6 separate regions of the Mus musculus genome follow, and all the other regions are linked to region 1. A link is a contact called in public promoter capture Hi-C data. All regions are on one chromosome and are shown on one strand. The core of a region is the stretch at or near the end of the contact, and the rest is flanking DNA. Distances in the headings are between cores, read along the strand shown.

Evidence for each region. Promoter capture Hi-C pulls out the DNA fragments that hold promoters and counts their contacts. Capture Hi-C pulls out chosen DNA fragments and counts their contacts.
Region 2: a promoter capture Hi-C map of pre-B cells shows a contact between it and region 1, with 4 times the contacts expected there. The contact joins the promoter of Appbp2os here to the promoter of Synrg in region 1. A contact is called at or near these places in 3 of 39 promoter capture datasets (hippocampal neurons, liver and pre-B cells).
Region 3: a promoter capture Hi-C map of pre-B cells shows a contact between it and region 1, with 3 times the contacts expected there. The contact joins the promoter of Zfp830 here to the promoter of Synrg in region 1. A contact is called at or near these places in 2 of 39 promoter capture datasets (hippocampal neurons and pre-B cells), 1 of 484 Hi-C or Micro-C datasets (CD4 T cells) and 1 of 9 other capture datasets (liver).
Region 4: a contact with region 1 is called in a promoter capture Hi-C map of pre-B cells, with 2.3 times the contacts expected there. The contact joins the promoter of Lig3 here to the promoter of Synrg in region 1. A contact is called at or near these places in 2 of 39 promoter capture datasets (erythroid cells and pre-B cells), 1 of 484 Hi-C or Micro-C datasets (CD4 T cells) and 1 of 9 other capture datasets (adipose tissue).
Region 5: a contact with region 1 is called in a promoter capture Hi-C map of pre-B cells, with 2.4 times the contacts expected there. The contact joins the promoter of Rffl here to the promoter of Synrg in region 1.
Region 6: a promoter capture Hi-C map of liver shows a contact between it and region 1, with 4 times the contacts expected there. The contact joins the promoter of Nle1 here to the promoter of Synrg in region 1. A contact is called at or near these places in 2 of 39 promoter capture datasets (hippocampal neurons and pre-B cells), 1 of 484 Hi-C or Micro-C datasets (CD4 T cells) and 1 of 9 other capture datasets (liver).

What each region holds. Positions count from the first base shown.
Region 1 is chr11:83,963,152-83,965,748 of GRCm38.p6, forward strand. Synrg (synergin, gamma) reads left to right here and starts at 1,280. Exons shown (of 20, transcript NM_194341.2): 1 at 1,280-1,395. The coding sequence starts at 1,325.
Region 2 is chr11:85,233,878-85,236,474 of GRCm38.p6, forward strand. It overlaps Appbp2os (amyloid beta precursor protein (cytoplasmic tail) binding protein 2, opposite strand), which reads left to right and starts at 1,289. Exons shown (of 4, transcript NR_028329.1): 1 at 1,289-1,455. Appbp2 (amyloid beta precursor protein (cytoplasmic tail) binding protein 2) reads right to left here and starts at 1,243. Exons shown (of 13, transcript NM_025825.3): 1 at 795-1,243. The coding sequence starts at 932.
Region 3 is chr11:82,763,071-82,765,667 of GRCm38.p6, forward strand. It overlaps Zfp830 (zinc finger protein 830), which reads left to right and starts at 1,275. Exons shown (of 1, transcript NM_025884.4): 1 at 1,275-2,597. The coding sequence starts at 1,302. The coding sequence ends at 2,393. It overlaps Cct6b (chaperonin containing Tcp1, subunit 6b (zeta)), which reads right to left and starts at 1,251. Exons shown (of 14, transcript NM_009839.3): 1 at 1,021-1,251. The coding sequence starts at 1,157.
Region 4 is chr11:82,779,815-82,782,411 of GRCm38.p6, forward strand. It overlaps Lig3 (ligase III, DNA, ATP-dependent), which reads left to right and starts at 1,295. Exons shown (of 20, transcript NM_010716.3): 1 at 1,295-1,462. It overlaps Gm11423 (predicted gene 11423), which reads right to left and starts at 1,228. Exons shown (of 3, transcript NR_126067.1): 1 at 1,042-1,228; 2 at 321-484; 3 at 1-121.
Region 5 is chr11:82,869,927-82,872,523 of GRCm38.p6, forward strand. It overlaps Rffl (ring finger and FYVE like domain containing protein), which reads right to left and starts at 1,284. Exons shown (of 7, transcript NM_001007465.3): 1 at 1,082-1,284. It also overlaps a transcript of Rad51d not described here.
Region 6 is chr11:82,907,078-82,909,674 of GRCm38.p6, forward strand. It overlaps Nle1 (notchless homolog 1), which reads right to left and starts at 1,318. Exons shown (of 13, transcript NM_145431.2): 1 at 1,262-1,318; 2 at 1,015-1,158; 3 at 476-693. The coding sequence starts at 1,279.

The DNA.
Region 1 (2,597 bases), core at 30-2,529:
TTGAAACCATTGCGGCTGCATTTTCATTTTAGACCTTCAGCTTTTCCTGTGTTTTAAGAGTAAAAGTGCCTATCTCTGTGTCTGAAGCTTTGTATGCTAACAGCACCACTCTTTAGCAACTAACGGCAGTGATGAAGTATAGAAACGATTATGTGGTATGGGGCTGTGATCTCAAAGCATCCTAACAAGACTCTTAACACAGGTGGGGAGTGTCCTTGGACGGATGCAGATAGAGATGGTAACAGATCGTGTTGATAATCCCCATTCAGTTATTTTCTCTTTATTTTTTCTGAGCAACCACCCAGTCCATGAAGTAGCTACAAAACTTGTATCAGCTTTTTTTTTAAAAAAAGGGTCAGGAATGGATTTAAACTCCTATACATATCAGTAAGGACTCTCCTATATAAATGCTAGCTTTGACCAGGGAAGAGGAAAAGTGAAATAGTAAACAAGACCAAACAAGGAAAACAGATCTCACAAATAGTGGGCGTGGTCCTAGTTAAAGGACCAAGGACTTTGAGGACATATTGGTGTGGACACACTGCAGCTCCAAGATCTGAGCATATTACAAGAACTTCTTTCAAGATTTTTTTTTCTCATTTCTAAAATAGCAGTAATAACTCAGGGACATCAGACTATTAAATGCACATAAAACTGGTCTAGTAAACTAATAACCTATTATAATTGTCTCAGCGAAAGCTGTAAGGCAAGAAGTGGCAGGGACTGGTTGTGATTGATCCATTATCTAAGAGCTTAACAAACTTACTTTCAACACATTTTACTTCCAGGTAGCTTGGTTAGGGTTGGAGGTGTCAAAGTAAAAATACCCTGTGTAGGTTCAGCATGTGCTCACGGTGCCTCACTATGGCAAAACCGACCACATGAGTAGGGCACCTTGGAGGATATCCTCTTCGTGTGTATTGGGTCCATGTATGCTCTAGATTGACTTAAGTAAAAGGTACTGTCAGTGTCTGTAATAGATGCTGAAGAGAGAGTGCCAAGGGAAACAGCTGTAAAGGCCCTCTAGGATCCGACTGCTGTGTAAAGGAACAGCAGAAAAGCACCTGTGTTCCATCATCTGGTTATATCAGGACCTACTGTGTGCATTAGTGCAGATCCGGGTTTGCAAACTAACTACACCAGCCGCAGTGCTGTGTCTCCTGCAGAATGCCACCGGGGCGCGCCGCTCGTGCCCGGGGGCCATGAAGTCACGTGGGCGCGCAGCCCCGCCCCGTCGTCGGCCCCGACTTGGTGGGGCGGTGTCTGCCCCGGAAGTGCCTGTCTTCGGCTGACAGCTGCTGGCGCGGCGGCGGCCCCGAGCAAGATGGCGCTGCGGCCGGGAGCCGGAGCCAGCGGCGCGGCGGGGGCGGGCGCGGGGCCCGGCGGGGCAGGCAGGTGGGTCGGCGGGGCGGGCGGAGTGGGCAGCCATGGTCGGCGGGGTGGGCAGGTGGGGCCGGGCGCAGGGGCGGCGGTTGCGGGGCGCGAGCGTCCTGGGGACCCGCGGGGAGCGCGCTCGGGTGCAGGCGCCACCGCACCTGCCGCGGGGCCTCGAGCGCCCGCGAGTCCCTGCTAGGCTTGCTGGGCTCGAGCTGCTGTCGGAGCGAAGGCTGTGACGGTCTAGTCGCAAAGCTGGAGGAACCGTTTTAAGACTGTACAGTACTGTCTTTCCTCTCATAGAGCGTCCTGTCCAGTCCTTTTTTCTTTTCTTCACATACAAATAGAAAAATCTGAAGACCTTTGAATTAGTAATTGTCTTGAGATAAAGCCCGTTTAGTAGAAAAAAACATTTGTCTGACTCCTTTTAAAATAGACATTTTGAAACAAAGAAAATTCACTGACCAAGAGCAGTATGCTCCTCTTAAAACAAAAGCTTCCAGACTTTATTGAGCTCCTTTTAAAAATAAAAATCTGCTCTTTGTTCTATTTCAGATAATTTTTAGGCTATGCTCCCTGTATCCAGAATGGTAAAGGGGTGTTTGTAACTCAAGTTCATTTTCATTTGACAAAATGTTTGATTCCAGAAAGTCTGCTCCCCTTTCTATCATGACTCAGTTTGTGTTTATTTAATTAGCTGACATATAGCACACACATTCCGAGATAAAATTAGCTTTTATTTTTAAATATCCTAAGTTATCTTTGGAAAGCGAAGTATTTGGGTTTTTTTTTTAATGTATAGTTTAATTTTGGAATCACCTACACTTCAAATGTGTAAAAGATTTTAAAGTAACCGTCTCCTTCAGGTGCATATTGTGAATACACACACACACACTCATTCACGGAAGGAAAAAAAGCAGTCACTTGAATAAAGCAACGGTGTGTGGCCAGGTTTTCTGCTTCCTCTACAGTCTTTGACTTTAAACTTAAAACATTTTCCTTCCTCCTCTGGTTTTGTCACTGTTTCGTTGGGGTCTTTCATTAGTGAGCATTAGAAATTGCTTTTGCCTGCAGAATATATACAGGATGACAATTTCTAAAGTGGCATTCTATTAATCTAATCAAATGTATGAGTAATAATGGGACCAGTCCTAGAAATTTTCAAAGAATTTCATGTTTTAGGCACAAATGTTTTCAAAAAAAAAAAAAAGGAAGACCCCCTG
Region 2 (2,597 bases), core at 39-2,538, 1.3 Mb after region 1:
CAAAAATTGTCCACGTCTATGAACACTTACCCTTGAAACTCCTTGGAGAGCAACTTGGGACTTTCTGTGCAGATTTTTGAGAGGGAGCGACGCAAGAATGCTGCAAAATCGCACTTTTCATACACATTGGTATAATTCAGATTTCTACTTCTTGCTTTCAGGGAATTTCACTGCGTCCTTTCTAAAGATCCAGTCTATTACTAATCTATTAGTAAAATTCCCAATTTAACCCAAAGTGTAAACCGAAAAACCAAAACAAACCTAGAAACCACACAAAAAAGCTTTCAAGGATATGCAAATGAAGCCCACAGACCATTTTCATTAAGCCCTAACTAAATCATTTCGGATTGAAAGAAAGGAAAGGGACGAAACTCGGATTAGAGAAGGGAGGGGAAAAAAAAAAGAAAAAGAAAGAAAGCAGTTACTCGGGTAAAGAGGATCGACGAGATGACAAAGTAGGGAGAATTAGGGGTGGAGCGGAACAAAAAAGTCCAGCTGATACAAACACTAGAGAAGACAGAAAATACCCCAGCGACTAGAGGACCGGGTGGGACTCGGCTGGGTCAGGCATTCCCGCAGGCCTACCCTGGGGCCCCTAAGGGGATGGCGGATAGCTCTCACACAAGAACCCCCCCGGGCCGCACAGACCGGGAGGCAGACGCGGGGGTGGCGGCGTATCGGAAAGCGGCCACCGCAGCCGACGCTACCTCGAGAGCTACAGGCCGGGCCGTGGACGTGGAAGGGGGTGCGGCCCAGGAGCAGCGGCGGGGTCCGATAGAACAGATCGCCTGTACCTTGTAGTAAACGTCGAACTGGATATTCTCCGGCAAGGAGCGGATGTCGCGGCGCGAGCGGATGTAGTTGTCCACGACAGCGGAGATGGCGGTGTTGTAGAGCGTCTCCGGGATCCACTCGAGCTCCACGGCCGCCATCTTCCCTCGCTCCTCCTCCGCCTCCTCCCGCAGGCCTCCGCCTCCCTCCGTAGCGAACCCGTGTGAGGCTCCGGAGGCTTCCGAGGGGCGGCGACCACGCGGGCGAGCGGGCGTGCGCGCGCCTCTCGGACCCGGCTGCCGGGCCTCTGCGTGCGCGCGCGGCCTGAGGGCAGATGGTGCTGGCGGTAGCGGCGGTAGCGGCGGCCACGGAAGATCCGGACGAACGCAGACCACGACCGTACCGAGAGCCTCACATTCCCAACAGGAGAGCGAGCCCAGTTCCGTCCAGGCTCTCAGCTCTGCATGGGCGGGGCTGCGTGTGTGCGTCATGACGTCAACGCGCGACGCGCCGACGCGCCCGGGAAGGAATGCGGCAGGCGGAAAACTTGCGGAGAAAGAGCGCGGAGCGTCTGAGGGGCGCTGGGTGCTTGTTCCTAAAGGACGAGACACCGGGGAAGCTGGGCGGTAGTTGGAGTGGTGTTTTATCCAGCGTGCTGTGGCTCTCCAACACAGTCTCGTTTCAGTGAGTTTTTCGACGACAGCCCTCTTCAACTTTAAGAATTGATCTTTTAGATCAACGAACTTTAGGACTGATCTTTTTTTCACAAAAGTGCACAGCACGGACGGGGCATGGTGGTGCACTTGGAATGGATCGCTTGGGAGGCAGAGGCAGGGGTATCTCCTGAGGTCAAGGTCTATGGAGTGAGACCCTGTCTCAAACAAAGAAAATCTATATTGAGGGATGTGGTGGCCCATCACTTTTATCCCAGCACTGCAGAGACAGAGGCAGGTGGATTTCTGTGAGCTCCAGGCCAGCCTGGTCTACAGTGTGAGTTCCAGGCCTGTCCCTCTTGCTCTGGCCCTGTTGTCTCCTGCTCTACTCGCTCAGCCCTAGCTCATAGATTCTTTTTCATTGGGGATGGTTGTGAGCCACCATGTAGTTGCTGGGATTTGAACTCATGACCTCCGGAAGAGCAGTCGGTGCTCTTAATCAACTGAGCCATCTCACCAGCCCCTATCCAATTTTATTTTATTTTAAATTTTGGTTTTTCGAGACAGGGTTTCTCTGTATAGCCCTGGCTGTCTTGGAACTCACTTTGTAGACCAGGCTGGCCTCGAACTCAGAAATCTGCCTACCTCTGCCTCCCGAGTGCTGGGACAATTTTCTTTTTTCTTTTTTTTTAAAAGAAGAAAAATTTGTTTAACATGCCCTGGCTCTCCTAGAACTTTATCTGTAGACCAGGCTAGCCTCAAGTCACAGAGATCTTGCTGCCTCTGCCTCGCTAGTGCTGGGATCAAAGGTAGTTGCCAGCATTTTTTTACTGAGCAATCATTCAAGCCCCGTTTCCCCATTTTTGCATTGAAAAAAAAAAGAATCTATTAAATGTTTTGGCTTGCCTACCAAATTCTTCTAGTAGTCTGAGAATGCATGTCAAACAAATGGAGAAATGCACTTTAAATCCAGTGAAACTGATTAACCATACACACATTTAAACTTCTTCAGTCCTGTGATTTCTTAGGCTATAATTGACAAACCTGGGAAAGCTGTAGTCAGCCTCAAAATAGGGTTGACAGATTTATCAAGTTTAAAAAAAAAACATAGAAACCTCTAAAACACCCTTTGATTGATTGATTGATGATTGATTTTGAGTCAGGGTCCTACTT
Region 3 (2,597 bases), core at 25-2,524, 1.2 Mb before region 1:
TTCCATCCACCATTATTCCCACAGTAGGTCTTTCTGTTCCCTTAATGCATTATAATGTTTATTTCTGGTGGATTTACACCACTAGGAGGTCTTGATTCCTGTCACTCATTCTTCTACAACTCTGATCAAACATCCCCTGATATCTGAGAGGATTTTCCTTCAATCATCGGTAATTGGGCCCTTTCCTCTGTAAAATCATTTGCATCTCTATATAATTGACATACCTGTCACTGCCATGTCACTTTAAGGATACCATCTCAAAGGCTAGAGAGATGGCTCAGCAGTTAAAAAGCACTTATTGTTTTTGAAGAGGATCTGAGCTTGGTCTCCAGCACCCATATCAAATGGCTTACAACTGCCTATAACTCGAGTTCTAGGGATCTGTCACCCTCTGACCTCTGGGGGCATCTGCTCACACCTGATGCACATAAACTCAGACAGATGTGCACACGTAAATATAAATCAGGTTTTTAAAGGAAAGGACAGAAACTATCCCATCTGTTTTTCCAGCATCTAGTGTTAAGTGGACTCGTTTACTATAAACGCTACTTTGCTCATTCCTCTCAGGGTGTCTCTTTCCCAAGAGACCTTTTGATCTCCCCTACTCTTCTTTCTTCGTAAAACAATGGTGCTAAATAAACATATGTCCAAATGGATGACTAAACATGAAGAACTGTAGGTGCGGAGAGTCCCAACTGCTGGAAGATAATGGAACTTGAATTTGAACCTATGCCTGCCTAGCTCCAAAGCCAGTACCACTCCACCACGTCAAAACAATACTGCCTGCGGCGGAGCTGCAGCCCAACGTCTGCTGAGCGCGCGCACAAGGCTAACAGTTTCTATTGACGGAGTCTTTTCTTCGGGGAGGCGCTCTCTTCCTCGGCTAGAGAATCCTAAGAGCAGGAGTGAGAGAGAGGAAACCGGGTGTCTAAATGTCGCAGCATTGCTCACAGGTTTTCACTGATCAGCATCAGAATCAGAGTGAGCCGCGACACCCCGCACACTCTAGCGGCATCTCACATTTTTAGCGCGCCCTTAGGACCCAAGGTGGGACGCAGCACATCCTGCAGCCCACGGGCGGCGCAGATGTTCACAGCCAAGGCCGCTTGGCTCCGGGTCACTTCAGCGCCAGGGTTAGCGATTTTGATCGCAGCCATGGTTCAACAGTCCAGCCCCAAACTTGCCGACTCCGAACCCTGGCGCCACGCCCACACTCCTGAGTGTGGGCCAATCGGCGCCATAACAGGAAGTGACGCTATCACGCCTCGGAAGCTAGACTCGCCTGAGTCCTGGGCGCAAACATGGCGTCCTCCACCTCTACTCGGACTCCGGCTGGGAAGCGAGTGGTGAATCAGGAAGAACTGAGGCGCTTGATGAGGGAGAAGCAGCGCCTGAGCACCAACCGGAAGAGGATCGAATCTCCATTCGCCAAGTACAACCGTCTGGGGCAGCTGAGCTGCGCACTGTGTAACACCCCGGTCAAGAGCGAGCTCCTGTGGCAGACCCATGTTCTGGGAAAGCAGCACCGGGAGAGAGTAGCGGAGCTGAAAGGCGCCAAAGGAGCAACCCAGGGCCCGTCGACCGGCACTGTACCTCAGGCCACCAAGAGGAGAGCGACGGATGTGGAGAGCCAAGACGCCAAGAAAGCCAAGGCCTCCGCGGGACCTCAGGTACAGCCCTCCACCTCAGCCTCGTCCGCCAACTTGGATGCCGCTAGGGCGGCCCCCAGTAAACCTGGACTCGGTTTACTGCCTGATTATGACGATGAGGAAGAGGAGGAAGAAGAGGGAGGTGGAGAAGAAAGAAGGGACAGCAGCAAGCATCTTCCGGATGCACAGGGCAAAGAACACTCGCTTGCCTCTCCGAGGGAGACAACAAGCAATGTGCTGCCAAACGATCCGTTTAATACAAATCCTCCCAAGGCCCCCTTAGTTCCTCATTCAGGGTCCATTGAGAAAGCAGAAATACATGAAAAAGTGGTGGAAAGAAGAGAGAACACCGCCGAAGCATTACCAGAAGGGTTCTTCGACGACCCTGAGGTAGATGCAAAGGTCCGGAAGGTGGATGCCCCAAAGGATCAGATGGACAAAGAGTGGGACGAGTTTCAAAAGGCTATGAGGCAAGTCAACACTATCTCTGAAGCGATCGTTGCTGAAGAGGATGAGGAGGGACGGTTGGACCGGCAGATTGGAGAGATTGATGAGCAGATAGAATGTTACCGCCGAGTGGAAAAGCTGCGGAATCGCCAGGATGAAATAAAAAACAAACTTAAAGAGGTTTTGACCATAAAAGAACTTCAGAAAAAGGAAGAGGAGAATGTGGACAGTGACGACGAAGGAGAATTACAGGATTTGCTGTCTCAGGACTGGAGGGTAAAGGGGGCTTTGCTGTAAGGTTTTGAAGACCCAAGCTTTCCATCAGTCCCCGCTGTCCCTTAAAAAGTGCTGTGTCCAAGTTCTTGGGTTCCTCTGACCTTGGATACCCCTAATTGTTGGGATAAAGTAAGCCAGTGAGGAGTAATACTTTGGGGATGGTACTGTGTGCGGTGCTATTTATTATAAAATGTTTGAGGTAAAACCGTTTTTGACATTTTTGAA
Region 4 (2,597 bases), core at 45-2,544, 1.2 Mb before region 1:
TAAGAAGAGAAAGCCTTTGCAGATACCCACTGCTCCTCACCACAGGCTTTCTGTCTGTGGAGTGCTGAGCTGGAGCCATAACAATGGGAGTTAAGCACGCAGCCCCATCGTTTCTGATGCCCTAGTTCAAAGACAGTAAAACCAAACAGGTGAGTGACAGTAAATATTCTTTAACCGAACACATAAAAAATTGGCCAGCAAATAACTGGAATATATGCACTATTACTATTAATGAGGTATTTTACTCTCTTTGGGGAAGTGTTGGGTACTTGTCAGTGTACAGTGTTCATTTACAGCATCTCTCACTTCAGACTGCTTACATTTCCAGGGCTCAGCAACCGAATATATTGCTTGTGATGAAAGGGTTGGTCAGCACAGGGAAAGTCCATTGGGTTAAGATCAACTCCAGTCAAAATGTTCACGCTTCCTCAACTGGAGCCCTTGAGCCTAAGGCCTTCCGAACTCCAAACCCAGGTTTATCCTGCTGCAAGTTAAGAGAAAACAAAGAGCCTTCACCTCATTTCAAACACCAGGATCTAGCTGGCCTCAGTACAGCAGACACTCAACCTTGAACTCCAGAGAGCCTCCCTCGGCTCATTCTCCAGTTCTGTTAAAGACCTCGTCTATCAGCCCTTCATTTCTATGAACAAATAACTGAGCACCTCACACAGATTCAAGCATACACCTTCCTCTCCATCTCAAGGCCACTTTGATATGGACAACAGCCTTTTAGTGAGTCGGCTTGTCTTAGTCTCTCCCCTGACCAGCTTCAACTATAGTGACCCCTCACAGCGTTCTTTCCCTATGGAAAAAAAGCTAAACTCTTCCTCAGAAATAGAACTTAGTTCCACGATCTGCACTTTATTTACCTAACAAAGCCCAACTGTTTGCCCTTCCCAGACTGAACAAGGCCTGAATACTTTTATTTTTTGAAAAATTAGCCATCTTGAACTCACAGAGCCTATTTGAGGTTTAGAAGCACTAGTTCGCTAAATGACATAAACGGGGCCACAGTCCCTGTTCTTCACATTTTCTAATTACCTTTTTAATTAAAGTAGTGCCTTTTAATTCAGCAAAACTCCTGCGGTGCGGAAGACACAGGTGGAACGACTCGAGCTTCCCATCCCTAGGATCACTGCAATGATTTTTCAACACTACCTTCAATATCTAACAATCTGAGAAACTCTAGGAAGTTCAGGGACGCTGCGCCCCAAGCCGCCACTCCAACCCAACACTCAGTTCAAGATTTCCGGGTAGGAATAGAACAGCGACCCACGTGGCGACCGGAGGGGGCGGGGTCCGAGGGCGCAAGTCGGTTACTGCGCCTGCGCCCTGCCTCCGGCTGGAGTACCCGTATTTAAAGAGACAGGCGGTCTATTCATCGTGCGGGACCCGTGGCCTTGTGGGCGCCTGGTCCGGTGGCTCGTGCGGAGCGTCAGAGCCAGGGCAGCCGAGAAGGCAGGTGAGGGGCGGCGCGGCGCGGAGCGGCGGGCCGCGGTGCGCCGTGTGGGGAGGGCCGGGGCCGAACGCGGCGTGGCTGGAGTGGCCGTGGCTCCTCCCCCGCCCGCCGCTCAGCCTGGGGGCACACCCTCCGTGACGTGGCGCCCCCACGGGAGCCCACGGGAGGCCCGCGGCCCCCGGGACCCTGGGCAGCCACCGGGAAGGGCAGGATGCCAGAGTGGGCATTCTCAGGGGGTCGGGGCCGGGCCGCCGCCGGTCCCTCTCCGCCGCCTTGTTGCGCGGCCGCGGCTCGCCCGCACAGCCTGTGGGCAGAACGGCGTGCTGCTTGCTCTTCGGGCTCCCGGCCTCCTCGCGCCGGTCTCCCCGGGTAGTTATTTGTCGTATCCCGGGATGGGCGATACGACACCCTACCCACCCTACTCTGCGGAAAGTTGAACTCCTACTCGCCCTGAGCTCCTCCTCAGCCCTTGCCGGCCTTCACTCGCCTCTCAGATTCTTAACGGTTAGGGCTTGTGTGACCCCCTGAGTCTGCCAGTTACGGACCTCCCCTCCCCCAAGTCGAACATTGTCAAATACACAAGTTTGGTATACAAACTTCAGAACTCCACGTCCGGCTTGCCCTCGTACTCCTTGTAGTTTTCCTAACCACCCCATGAAGTAGTTCTAATCTTTGGGGGGTTTGTTTTCTTGCTTGTTTTCCTTTTGAGACGGTCTTGACGACGTACCCTGGCTAGACAGAAATTTACTAAGTAAACCAGACTTTCTAGCTTCGAACGCACAGCAATCCTTCTGTCTTTGCCTTCTGATATGATTACAGACGAGAACCACCATAACTAGCTCTTAGTCCTGTTGTAATTGTTGTTGTTTTTTTGTTGTTTTTTAAGATAAAACTGGGGCCGGGTGTGGTAGCACACGCCTTTAATCCCTGCACTCAGAACACTAGCTTGCTCTTCCTAGTGACTTCCAGGACAGCCAGAGCTACATAGAAAAATCTATCTAAAAACAAACAAACAAAAAAACCGAAAAATAAATAATAGAAAATAAACTGAAGTCATGCTTGGTGGTTCATACCTATAATTCTAGGGCTGGAGGTGGGAGGATCGGATCGGCCAACTAAGGTGTCTGGCTAGGGTCCA
Region 5 (2,597 bases), core at 34-2,533, 1.1 Mb before region 1:
AAGGAAATATACGGCCAGTTTTGGTCTTAGAACTCTACAAACTGCCCAGGACATAGTCCCCTTCCATTCCTAGAAAAATGCCACAGTATTCGAACAGCCTTGCCCACATTTCAGTATACTGAACTGTCAAGGCAAGAACCACCATGCAGCTCTCAAAAGTGGCGACAGGAAGTCTCTCGGTTCTCCAAGCCACCAGCCAAAACATACATAAGGAGGTTACTATTTTCTTGGAAGGCCACACGCATCCTGGGGTGTTTGTTCATGCGTCACTCTAGCCTTTAACCAGGGCACAGAGTGTGAGTTGTGGGTAAAACCCCATTTCCGAGCTAAGAATAATCTTCCCCGTGGTGGACTGAGAGGAATGTGGAAATCTTCCTCGATTACACAACAGCACCCCCCCACCCCCATGACAGCTTTAAAAAAAAAAAGAAAAAAGGAAGAAGTACGCTGCTGTTGTTTTTTTCTACCGGTCTTAAATCGGAGCTCAAACAGACGCCAGGAAAGGCTGTGGACTCCCCTGATCTACCCAGACTTCCCCATGCCCGGTCAAATGTCTCCTGGGCAGCCAGCTGGAGAGGGGCCCTACTTCCCTCTGAGTCTCGGCCAGGACCACACAGTGGCGACCTAACACACGTCGGGGACAGAGGTCGACTCCCAAGAGGCAGACAGCAGACTCTGGCAGGGAGGAGGGAGGAGGGGAGAGCAGCATCCCAAACTTCCCATCTAACCTCCAAACTCCGAATCTCCAGGGTCCTCCTGGTAGAGAGCCAGTGCCGCCAAAGCTCTGCCTCTGTAGACGGTTTTCTGTCCTACAGAAATGCATCCTTCCCCAGGACCTACCGGGTTCTTACGACACTTGGGTACAAGTTGAGGACACACGTCCCGGGTTACGGCGCACACAGACGAAATGCTTTGCGGCACTTTCATGGGACAGGTGTGGGGTGACCTGGCGGTGGGGAGTTCCTGGAAAGGGCTGCCCCACTCCCGGAGCGCAGCTGGATCCTCACACCCCCCGGAGCACAGCCTGAAGCACCGGATCCTCCAGCCCAACCCGCCACAGCCACAGCCACCGCCTCCTCACCTGCCGCGGACGCTGCCGGGCCACACCTGGGACGGCAGAGGCCAGATCCCGACCGCGGCCACTCAGGCAGCGGGGCTGCGGGGTCTGCGGCCGCCGCAACTCCACGCCTGAGGGGCGCCCGGGTGCCCGAACCACATCCTCACGGGCGGCCCCAGGAAGTCCACCCCCACTAACCCAGTCCCCCGCGGCTCGGCGTGGGCCCCGCCCGTCCAGCGTGCGGCCCCGCCCTCCCGGCTTGCGGCCCCGCCCTCCACCCCACCCCCGCGGGAGCGCACGCCCCCGCCACCATAGAGAGGAATCGGGCGCGCGGCGGTCTAGAGTGCAAGCCTCCGCGAGCGCCCTCTGTCGGAGCCCGGCTAGGTGTGGAGTCCCCAGTCTAGGCCGAGCCAACCAATCCCTTATGTGGTGATCTTGAGCAAGTCCCTTAAGATCACTAACTAGCTTTATAGTAAAGTTTGAATATTGAACCCTTGATTTCATGTTTCATCGTACCCGACAGATTTCCAGAACCCCAGACTCATCTAATTTATTAAGTTTCTTGGCGATATTAAAAGCCAATTCAGTGGGGCATCATAACCTGTCTTTTCCTCCTTGGATAAGCTACTTTCATGTTAGGAAGGTGGGGACACAGCTGAGAAAGGTTGCAGTACAATAAAAACGACTGCTAAGAAACCACCCAGCCATCGTTCATCACCCGTGCACCTTTTGGCAGGCACTTAACCTTTCCAATATCTTCCCCATCCCAGAAAGGCCGGTTGGGCCCGCACATTAAATGAGATAATGCACAAAGGCCTTAGTAAAGCATAAAACACCAGGGTAGCATAGGGGATCATTAGCCAGTGATCTAAGAAGATGCCTAGTCACGGAAGTCATATAAATGCTAATTCTTCTGGCTGGTGTCTAGTGACATCATTTTCTTATGCTTCAGGTTCCCATCAAAGACCTCTCAGAGTTTTCCTGAGCAATTTGTATTTTGATTTATTCAATATTTTGGTGCTTGGGATTTTTGTACATACTAGACAAGTGCTCTACCACAGTGCTACCCCTTGTATTTTAAAATAAAGACTATCAGAAGGGAACCAGAGCTAAAATATGTGCATCCGTACCAGACTCACTTTATAAGCCCTTTGCTATTTCCAGTTCTCAGAACACCCCAGCACGCTCTGTACTGTTATATGCTTGTTATCAACAAGGATCTACATTTTAAGTAATTTTCGAGCTTCCACACAGAGAAAAGCAGAACTCAGATGCAAAACTCTTTCTTTCTCCAACCTGGAGTGTACAGGGAGCCCCGCCTTCTAAGGACCCCTGGCACCTGAGTTGGATGTTCGCCCCTTGCCCCTTTCTCCTGCCTGCTTATTTCTGCAGCTTCGCTTTGCTGCAGTTCCCTATGAGCTCCGCTTCTCTCCGGACTTTTTCCTCCACAAAGGTGTATATCATTTTCTCCCTTCCCTTTCTGGTTTCCGTTCCTTTGACGCACCAACATTGTCCATCCTCTGATATTTCTGAAATGGGT
Region 6 (2,597 bases), core at 68-2,567, 1.1 Mb before region 1:
CTAGAAAAAGCTTTTGAAGCTTTTCATATTCTTCTGTTGTTGGAGGTAGAGTCTCTCTATGTAGCCCTTGCTGTTCTGGAACTATTTAGATCAGTCTGGCCTTGAACTCACAGAGATCCGCCTGCCTCTGCTTCCTGAGTGCTGAGATTAAAGGTGTGGACTACCACCACCTGGCTCAACTGTTCTTATTCTTAGAGTCCTACAAGAAAGGATTCATAGGGAAGTAACAGATGCAGAAACCTGACTTCGGAAAGGAGTAGTTCAAACCAAGATAGGCTCTTCTGAGCCAGGTACTATTCTTAGCCTTTGGGGACCAAACCCCAATAAGAAAGTCTGTTACTTGCAACGTGAGTCCAGACCCCAAGTCTATGACAGGCAGGCAGCCTAAGACCCTGTGAATAATAACTCAGGATGGTCCTCTCCACCTGTCAGAGGACACACCTCCACATCCCAAAGATTCTGCCCATGTCCTTACTTTCCTGTGGGGCTGAAGGCCACAGAAATGACAGCTTCGCTGTGACCCTCCAATGAGCTGGTGCACCGCGTCACAGCCCGGACCCTGAAGACAGCTTGGGGCTGGTAGATGATATCGACGATTTTCTCTGTCTCCACAGACTGGGACTCCAGCGTCTTCCCCAGGGAGGACACAATCTCAGCATCGTGGACGTAGAACGCCAGGGGCAGGGGCTCCTCCTGAAGGCAAGAACAGAGTAAAGAGGAACTCTGCTCGGAGGGATGAATGCCTGCCCTCAGCGGGAGTCGGCTCAATCCCAACTACTGCATACCACCATGCGACAAATTTAATCCCGCTGGGCATCTCTGTAAAATGGGGATGCTTATGTTGGGCTGTGACAAGAAGTCACGGAAACACTGCATCCGACGCGTTCAAAACACAGCCTGTCTGTAGGTGAGTCGGCGCGGAGAACATTTTTCCTGGGGCCGATCCACGCCACCGACACTGTCGGTGAGCAGCTGGGTCCCCGGAACACCGTGGCTTCGTTTTGGGGTGCTCACCTGGGCCAGCAGCGCGTTGCACACCAGCTGCAGCTTGTCCGGCGTGATGTCCACTGGCACGTCGAACGGGGAGCCCAGCAGCTGACCGCCCTCATCCTGGAACTGTACGAGCAGCCGCTGCACGTCGCCTGCCGCCGCCTCTTCCTGCAGAATCAAGCCGCGAGACTGTCAGTCCCCCTCCCCTCCCCTCGGGCCTCGGTACCCCACGCGGAGACCCGGCATCCCCGCCCCGTGCGCGTACACCTACCACCACCGCCGCCGCCATCCTGCGTCCCCACGTGGAGGAGAACCGAGGCGGAAAGACGGAGCGTTAAATCCATGTCGCGCCGGGCAACCTCCGGCTACAGCGCCCTCTCGTGTTCGGAGGAGTCAAGCCGCTCTCGGAGGCCGGGATTGCCAATGGTGGCCTCCCTTCGCGCCTTCTTTTCACAGTAGCGATTCTGGCCAATTTTAGTCTCCAAAACTCAGAGAAATTAATTGATTTGCCCGCCTAGCTCACAGAGGCAGGAGATGGTGGAGGATGACACTTCCAGGGTCCAGGCAGCAGGGGTGAAAATACAAACCAGAAAACTATTGGGTTGAGGCAGAAACTTTTATAGGTGGGCTTGTGGGATTTAGTTTGTGTATGTGTGTGTGTGTGTGTGTGTGTGTGTGTGTGTGTGTGTGTGTGTGTGTGTGCGCGCGCGCGCGCGCATGTATGCATGTATGTATTGAGATAGGCTGAGGGTGTGTAGCCTAAGTAGACCTTGAACTCCATGATCCTCTTGTCTGTGCCTCCCAGGATGGGATGCTGGGAATATCGGATGGGCCGCGGTGCCCAGCTGTTTTGGGATTTTTTTTTTCTGAGCTCTTTCAAGGTGTGGCCCTCTCCTGTATCTGCTTTTGCATAGGCAATTTATTCTGTCTGGAACTTTTGTGGACAGATTTGAGTCTCTGCTCTCCTCTTGTACAAGTTCAAAGAATATAGAGCCTATAAGGAACTATTAAATAGGTTGTGGTAGAACATGCCTTTAATCCAGGCTCTTGCGAGACAAAGACAGGCAGATAGATCTCTGAACTTAAAGCCAGCCTGGTCTACAGAGTAAGTTCCAGGACATTGAAGGTCTCCAAAAGAACTCCCTGTCTCAGACAAACAAACAAACAAACAAACAAACGAGACTAATAAAAGTTGAAGAAGGCCAGAGGGACCCGTGTGCTCTTTGGAGGCTTTTCCTCATCTGAGAACAACGACTCCATTTGCTAGGGACGCTGCCTTCTGGCCTTCTTCACATTGTTTATCTCTCGGCTTAAATATACTCATTCCTACATGCATACATTCATTCATCCGACAAAGCGAATTGAGCCTCTATTCTTTGCCAGATAGTGTTCTCAGAACTTTGCATAGATTAGTTCAATTACTTAGGGAAGCCTTTCCCAGGACCCTGTCTTTCTTTTTTTTCTCTTCTTTTTTTTCTTTTTTCCTTTTGGTTTTTCGGGGACCCTGTCTGTCTTGTCCTGTGTTTTCCAAGTTTTCCGGCATTTTCAGTCATTTCCTCATTATCAGTCATGTCCCCCGGTATATAGGGGACACAGAAGAAACGCTT